Regions from separate parts of the Delphinus delphis genome. Here region 1 is linked to region 2. Evidence: chromatin contacts called from public Hi-C data. All regions are on one chromosome and are shown on one strand. The core of a region is the stretch at or near the end of the contact, and the rest is flanking DNA. Distances in the headings are between cores, read along the strand shown. Region 1 holds the start of ATP5PO (ATP synthase peripheral stalk subunit OSCP). Region 2 holds the start of SMIM11 (small integral membrane protein 11).

The links. Hi-C and Micro-C count contacts between places; a contact is called where the count stands out from the background.
Region 1: a Hi-C map of lung shows a contact between it and region 2, with 6 times the contacts expected there. The contact joins the promoter of ATP5PO here to the promoter of SMIM11 in region 2. A contact is called at or near these places in 2 of 3 Hi-C or Micro-C datasets (lung and muscle).

Annotation. Positions count from the first base shown.
Region 1 is chr4:11,148,982-11,152,368 of mDelDel1.2, forward strand. ATP5PO (ATP synthase peripheral stalk subunit OSCP) reads left to right here and starts at 1,772. Exons shown (of 7, transcript XM_060010349.1): 1 at 1,772-1,917; 2 at 3,111-3,161. The coding sequence starts at 1,882.
Region 2 is chr4:10,718,649-10,722,149 of mDelDel1.2, forward strand. SMIM11 (small integral membrane protein 11) reads right to left here and starts at 1,870. Exons shown (of 4, transcript XM_060010343.1): 1 at 1,731-1,870.

The DNA of each region.
Region 1 (3,387 bases), core at 522-3,021, 430 kb after region 2:
ATACAAAGGAAATAGAGGGACTCTCCCTGTTGCTATGCAACCTTACCGCTTCCTTATAATTAATTATTAATGAGATAGTCTAGAATTTTCCAAGTATATTTGGCCCCAGAACTTTCGATTTGAATGACACTTAATAACACCCACACATTAGGAAACATGGGGTTTGTGGTTTGGTTCCACATAGAATACAAGATCTATGAAGGCAAGCACCTTGTCTTGTACCCTGCTGTACCTCCAGGGTATAGAAGAGCTGCCTGCACATAATAGGTGCTCAATAAAATGTGTTGCATAATGCATATACTTTCCATTAGACATGTTTGAAGACAGCCTCCCAAAAGAGTTTGCAGAGAAAAGTAAAACAAGGGTTTTTATGCACTGCTAGTGAAAGCATAAATTGGTTTAAAGTTTTGAAAAGAGCATGGCCTCATTCATCAAAGACTTTGAAAGTGCTCATACCCTCTCGCCAAGTTGTGCCAGCTCTGGAAATCTATTTGGAAGTTATCCTAAGGAAGAAGAAAAAAAAATTTGTGTCTAAAGATGCTCAGGAGATGAAGTGTTGTTTAAAATGGAGAGAAAGAAAAAGGCAACCATCTGAATTATGTTCAAAATTATTGAATGATTAAGTTACAGAATATAAAAACAAAATAGAGAATATTATTCAGTGCCAGTCTGTCAGACAATTGTTCTAAATCTATAGATAGATGGATAGATAGACAGATAGATATACAACTTGTTCATTTTTCCTAACAGCCCTAAGGTAGGTGCTATTCTAATACTCATAGATTAGAACACTGAAGCACAGAGAAGTTATATAATTGGGCCAAGGTCAATGAAAGGACTGGGATTCAAGCCTGGGCAGTCCAGGCTACTATCTGAAAAAATAATGGGAGACAACACACTCTGAGTGTTCGAAAAGAGGGCAATTACATCCCTTCTACTTTTCTGCATTTTAACAAGTTTATGTAATGATGAGAAACCTGCACTCAAAAAGGGTAAATTAAGGACTTAATCTGTGTTCCTATAATAGATCTGAGCAGAAAGACATCTTAATTGACCATAGGACCCCATTACTGCAGCCAGGAAACTCCAACCAACAGCCAACTCTTCTGTACACAAGAGAAAATTAGAGCAAATTCCATTTAGAGGGAAGTGGGTTGAAAATAGGTTGTTTTTATGAATGCAGAGAAACTAGCCAAAGCTAGTGTTGGGTTCTCAGTTTCAATGTCACACTTGCTCAAACACCAGTTCTATTTTTAGGTATGGTTCTCAGATAATCACTCTGCCTTACCCAGAAGGAAGTGTTTAAACACCAGAACCTCACGCGTCCGCACAAACCAAGAGGTCAGCGCTGTACTCAGGTGAGATGGGGCGGAGGTGGGATAGAGGTATGCAGGAGCAGTCACGGCCCAGGCACTGGGCACGTAGTGTCCGCTGCTGGAGCTGTAAGGCTCGGGGTTTATATATACATACAGCGCGAGGAACTGCGCTTGATCACCTTTTAGCGTGGTAGGAAGAAAGGGTAAACACGCTAATGATGCTAGTGATGAATGTGAAACGGAACAAATGCCACCGTACTTATCTAAATGGAAATTTTAAGCTAAGGGCACTATATCTATTCTACAATAAGGGTCACTTAGTAACTCTAGAATTTCATTTCCAGGTGCTGTCTGAGCCCACTAGTCCCAACCCCCAGACCTGTGGGTCCAGCCCTGACCACTCGCTTCTAAGGACTACAACTCCCAGTCTGAGGGAGATCCCTACGCATGCGGCCTGACGACCTACGCCTACATTTCCCAGCAGGCCGAGCGGCTACGCTGACGCACGCGTGCGCTCTTGGTCGCTTTTGCCAACTCTGGTTTGACCTACAGCCGCCAGGAGAAGATGGCCGCCCCGGTAGTGTCTGGGCTCTCCCTGCAGGTGAGAGAACGGAGGTCCTGAAAGCCAGCGGGAGAAGCCCTCCTGGGGTGACTCGTACCAGACCCCTAAGATCCACGGTTCCAGGCCGCAGCTGGGGAGCGTGGCCGCCGTTCAAGGTCGCGGGGCCAGGCGAGTGGGGGGCGACGCCAGGCTGCCTGGGCAGCCCCGCTTTCCCCCCGGGGTGCGCGCGGGCCGGTGGGCTTGGGGCTGCGCGTGTCCTACGTTGGCGTCCTGTGAGCACAGCCTCGAGAAGCAGCTGGTTTGAAGGGCACAGGTGAAGGGGGATCTCTCTATGTTGTGGTGGTCACACCTGGCTGGGGTCACCAGTAATGCTAAGGAATATTTGTAAAAACACATTTCACGTTTAAATAAAAAAGTGAGACCGAAAAGTTAAAATGAGTCGTCCTTGGCTGCTCAGCCAATAAGGGGTAGAGCTGAGATTCGAATCCACAGAGTTGGAAAGAAAATTCGTGCTCTTTATATTACATGATGCTTTACATATCATGACAGCGTACAGCTTCCGTAAGTTTTCCATAAGTGTTATAAAGTCTTTTAACCCTCACAACCGGTATAGTACACTTAGAGCTGGAATTATCTGAAGGTGACCTGTGCCTTTGCAGGTGCCTTTTAAACTCCGGATTCCAACTCTTGATAGACAAGCTACCATCTCAACAATATCAAGGTAGTATTTTGATAGACAAGGTACTAGGGCCTGTTCTCACATCGGACGGCTGGAGTACCCAAAGAATTCGTCTGTATTTTCAGATAGCATTTGGATTCTAAGAAGGTCCATCTCTTGCAGATCATGCCTGGAATCCTCCCACTTTTTATTAAAATCATGCTCGAGGGTGGTAATATAAATGCCGAAAATCTTGTTAACATTTTTGGAAGACACATTTCACCAAACTTAGTGTTTTCTCTCTCAGTGGTGTGCTTGCCTCAGCCTACTCCTAGGAAACCAGGAAGTTAGAAGTAGAAAAGATATTTCCCAAGCAACCTGGAATGATTTCCAGTGGGGAAATTTACTCCTAGGTAATAAAGAGCAGCTCACCCTCATGTAATCTATGTGATGATACAAGGACACATGAGAAGCGAATCATCTAGAGGTCATGTTTACTGTTTATTACTGCAGGTTTAAATGCAGGAATCCTTTAAGTAGTCTCATTTGGATCTACTTTCTCTTTGTTTTAAAGGTGCGATGCTTCAGTACATCTGTGGTCAGGCCGTTTGCCAAGCTTGTGAGGGTATGTCTTTTGTGATTGTAAAGCAGATAAATGTGTGTGAATCAGACAGCAGTACACTTAGGGGCATGGATTTTGTATAGTTACCCCTAAACCTTTCTGCATGATCTGTGGTTCCCCAAATATGATGGGGGTGGAGGGGCTAGGGGACGGAATAATGTTGAATGCCTGCCGTGGGACAGGCCTGTGCATAACCTTTAAGTAGCAGAATTTCTTAAAACCCGATAAC
Region 2 (3,501 bases), core at 620-3,119:
TTCTCCTTCAAAGACTGGATCATGAACACTAAGCACCATGTTCCGCACATGAAAAGCACTGAACAAATTATCAACCATAACTGTTCTGATAAATACCTCTTTCCACTAATGGACATGTGAAGCTGCAGGACACAAGCAAGTGGCATCCAGGGCAACGTGTGACAGCAGGGTATAAAGCACCACCACTGGGCAAGCAGGAGAAATGGACTCTATTCTTGGTGGCACCAGTGCCAAGGCATGTGACCTGGGGCAAGCCATTAGCCTCTCTAAACCAAAGTGTTATCATTTTAAAAACCAGAACCCGAAGAACAACGCTGCAACACTGAAATGCCTAAGTCACCACTCTCTTTGATACCACAGAATCTGACTAAAAATATACTGGCAGCTGCCTCAACATCATATCTAGAGTGATAAAATTCAATCTCTTTAGGAAAGAAACATATTTAAAGTCCATGTGCAAAGTAGTGGAAGGGGTGCATTGAGGGTGGGAGATGAGAGGGCAAATCAATCAAACTCATCCCCACCCACTGCCTCCAAATGATAACTTTTCTCCATCTCCCTTAAATTACAGGCTCCAACTCAGCCATTCTTGTAGCACCCTGCAGGACTTCAGCAAATGAGAACAACTGAGAAAGCTAAAAATATTATCAGGCTATTTGCTCTGCTGCCATATGTACACCTGGTGCAATATTAGAACCAGGAGGCAGCTGGCATCTGAGGGCTGAACTGCAAAAGCCAACAAGACCGGGACAATTTTGAGAGGCATAAAATCTGTGAAGTGCAGGAAGTTTTAAGCTTCCCCTGGAACTATCCACCGTCTTAGCTTAAAACCCAAAAATAACAATGGCTTAGGAAGAAATAGTTCTCTTTCCTTCACTGCAAAAATATCCTGATTTCTCCTTTGCCAGATTTCTCCTAAAAAACAGAAGAGCCAGTGGCTTATTTTGATTAGGCCAATTACAGCAATATGGACAATGTGTAGTCCACAATTTTCTTCTTGGCACACCTAACACACCCAAGGGTCGGTCTGTCCCTGGGTGTCTCATTCCAGCCACTCATTAGGCTGTGTCCTTAGTTTGAATTGTCCGAAGCTGTTCTCATTCCCCGTCTCTACCGTTTTCACCCCAACACTTCACCCAGTCATCTGAAGTAGAGGTAGGTGCGGGGAGGAGAGGGTTCCAGTTGAACCTTGGGTATCACTTGGTCGACCTCTGAGCCCCACGCCCGGGTCAGCCGGGGTTCCCAGGGCGACGGGCTGAGCCTCGGCTCCTCCGTAGCCGGAGGGCCGGGCCAGGGTCCGCTACAGCCGCGATACCTGGGAGCAACGCCTGCCCCGCTCAGACCCGAGGATGAGGACCAAGGGCGACCACTGCTTCCCCGCCCCCCCCCCATTCTACAGAACATTCCAGGGCATTCGCTCGCCCCCAAATCTCTCTGGCGGGAACCACCTCTGGGTCCCCCCCTCGGCCTGCGTGCCAGCCTCAACACGCCGCCCCCGGCGCCGGATCCGCCGATCTCGCGGCGCCTGGACAACCTAGCCAGGTAGGACGCTCTGCGGGGGGAAGGGGGGGAACGTGACCGCTGTCAACCCCGCGGTCCCCGGGGGCCCGCTGGAGAGCGTCCTGCAGAGAAAGTGCAAAAGCGGGGCGAGCCGTCGAACTCCACAGCGCCCCCAAAGAGCTGCCGGGTCTCGGGTCAGGATTCGGCAGACACGGACCCCATCCACTTACAACTCCAGGCCACGGAAGATCCAGCTCGCCGCCACAACACGAACCACGACTCCCACAATGCCGCGAGAAAACTACATGTCCCAAAATGCACCGCTCCGCGCGCCGGCGCAGTGGGCTCCGGCCACCTCGGAGTGTGCGCCGCTGCTCGCGCCGGCGCAGTGGGCCCAGGCAGCCTGGGTGGGTGCGCTGCTCGTCGCGCATGCGTTTTGGGCAGGACGGCCTTCGTGGGGCCGTGACGTGGGTCACCTGGCGGAATCGGCCTGGCCCCGGGCAGGTTCTCGTTCTGAACTTACCTGAGCTGGAAGACGGCGGTCGGAGGGCGGGCGTCGCGGGGGCTCCTGCCGCTCAGCCGTCTCGCATCCCTGGACGCTCCTCGCTGTGTGCGACTGAGGGCACGTGGCTCCCCAGAAGTTTCCAAATTTAGCGTTCATGTTCTCTGTCCAAAATGCGTGTGTTTTCCCGTGGGATAGCAGTAGGGTGCCCGGTACTAGGTTCCCAGATTCCTTCATTCAACAAGCGCTTAGAAAACCGGAGCGGAGTTTGAGTCCATCAGTCCCTGCGGCACGGGAGGGCGCAGACTGGCCACCCTCCCCCCCACCCACCCAGTTCAAGGATATCGAGAGGGAGGTTCACAGACTTCTTACTACGTGCTTGGCTCGCCATTTTTTGGTTGAGGAAACTGAGGCAAGGGAAGATGATGTGGCCGGCGCAAGACAACGTGTGAATTGGAGTGGCAAAATCTAGATTTGAACCCAGGCAGGCTAACTCCGAACCCCATTGGGACATCTTGGTGCTGGTGAAGAACGAAATGTTACGGAGTGCAGAGGAAAGGACAAACTGGAGGATTGGGGAGAGGGGGGTTAGTTCTGTCAACAAGTGAAGTTTTCCTGGAGAAAGTAACTAAAATAGCTTTGTTCTAAGCACTTTGTGGCAATTTTCTAATTGAAGTCTCCTAACAGGCCTATAAAGGACATAATATGCCTGTAACCACTTCACAGATGAGGAAATGGAGACACAAACTGATTAAATTGTCCAGGGATCGGGCTTCCCTGGTGGCGCAGTGGTTGAGAGTCCGCCTGCCGATGCAGGGGACACGGGTTCGTGCCCCGGTCCGGGAAGATCCCACATGCCGCAGAGTAGCTGGGCCCGTGAGCCATGGCCGCTGAGCCTGCGCGTCCGGAGCCTGTGCTCCGCAGCGGGAGAGACCACAACCGTGAGAGGCCCGCGCACCGAAAAAAAAAATTGTCCAGGGTTTTAAAACCAGCAAGCTCCAGAGCTGGGGTCTGACTATGGGTAATCTGGGGCTAGACTCTCTCAGGGCAGCCACTATAGTCCATAGGTTCCTTTTCAAATCGCTTCTGATCTATGCTGTAAGAAGTAAATGGGGCTCAGGTCATTTGGAGCCAGTAGACCAAGCAGAAGGAACTCTAAAAGCAAACGGGGTGGAAAAGAAAACTAGCAAGTTGTTTGAACTGGAATTTTCAGTTGCCAGGTTGAAAGTGGCAAGCCTGGGTTTGGTGGAAATTGATGCTGGAGTGACAAACGGGGGCAAGTGGCAGCAACTGTATACCCAGAATGCTCGTAAACATTGGGCATTTCTCCCATTCCCCAAAAGTAAAGTTGATACTGATAACCATCTATGTTGGCCCCATATACTTTAGTGATGATAATAAAACATACTTAATTAGGAAAACCTAGGTTTTCCCCCCTTAATTTGTTTCCTTGTGTCAAAGATAAACAAAGCTGGACACCAGTTCAAGTGCTAAGGATA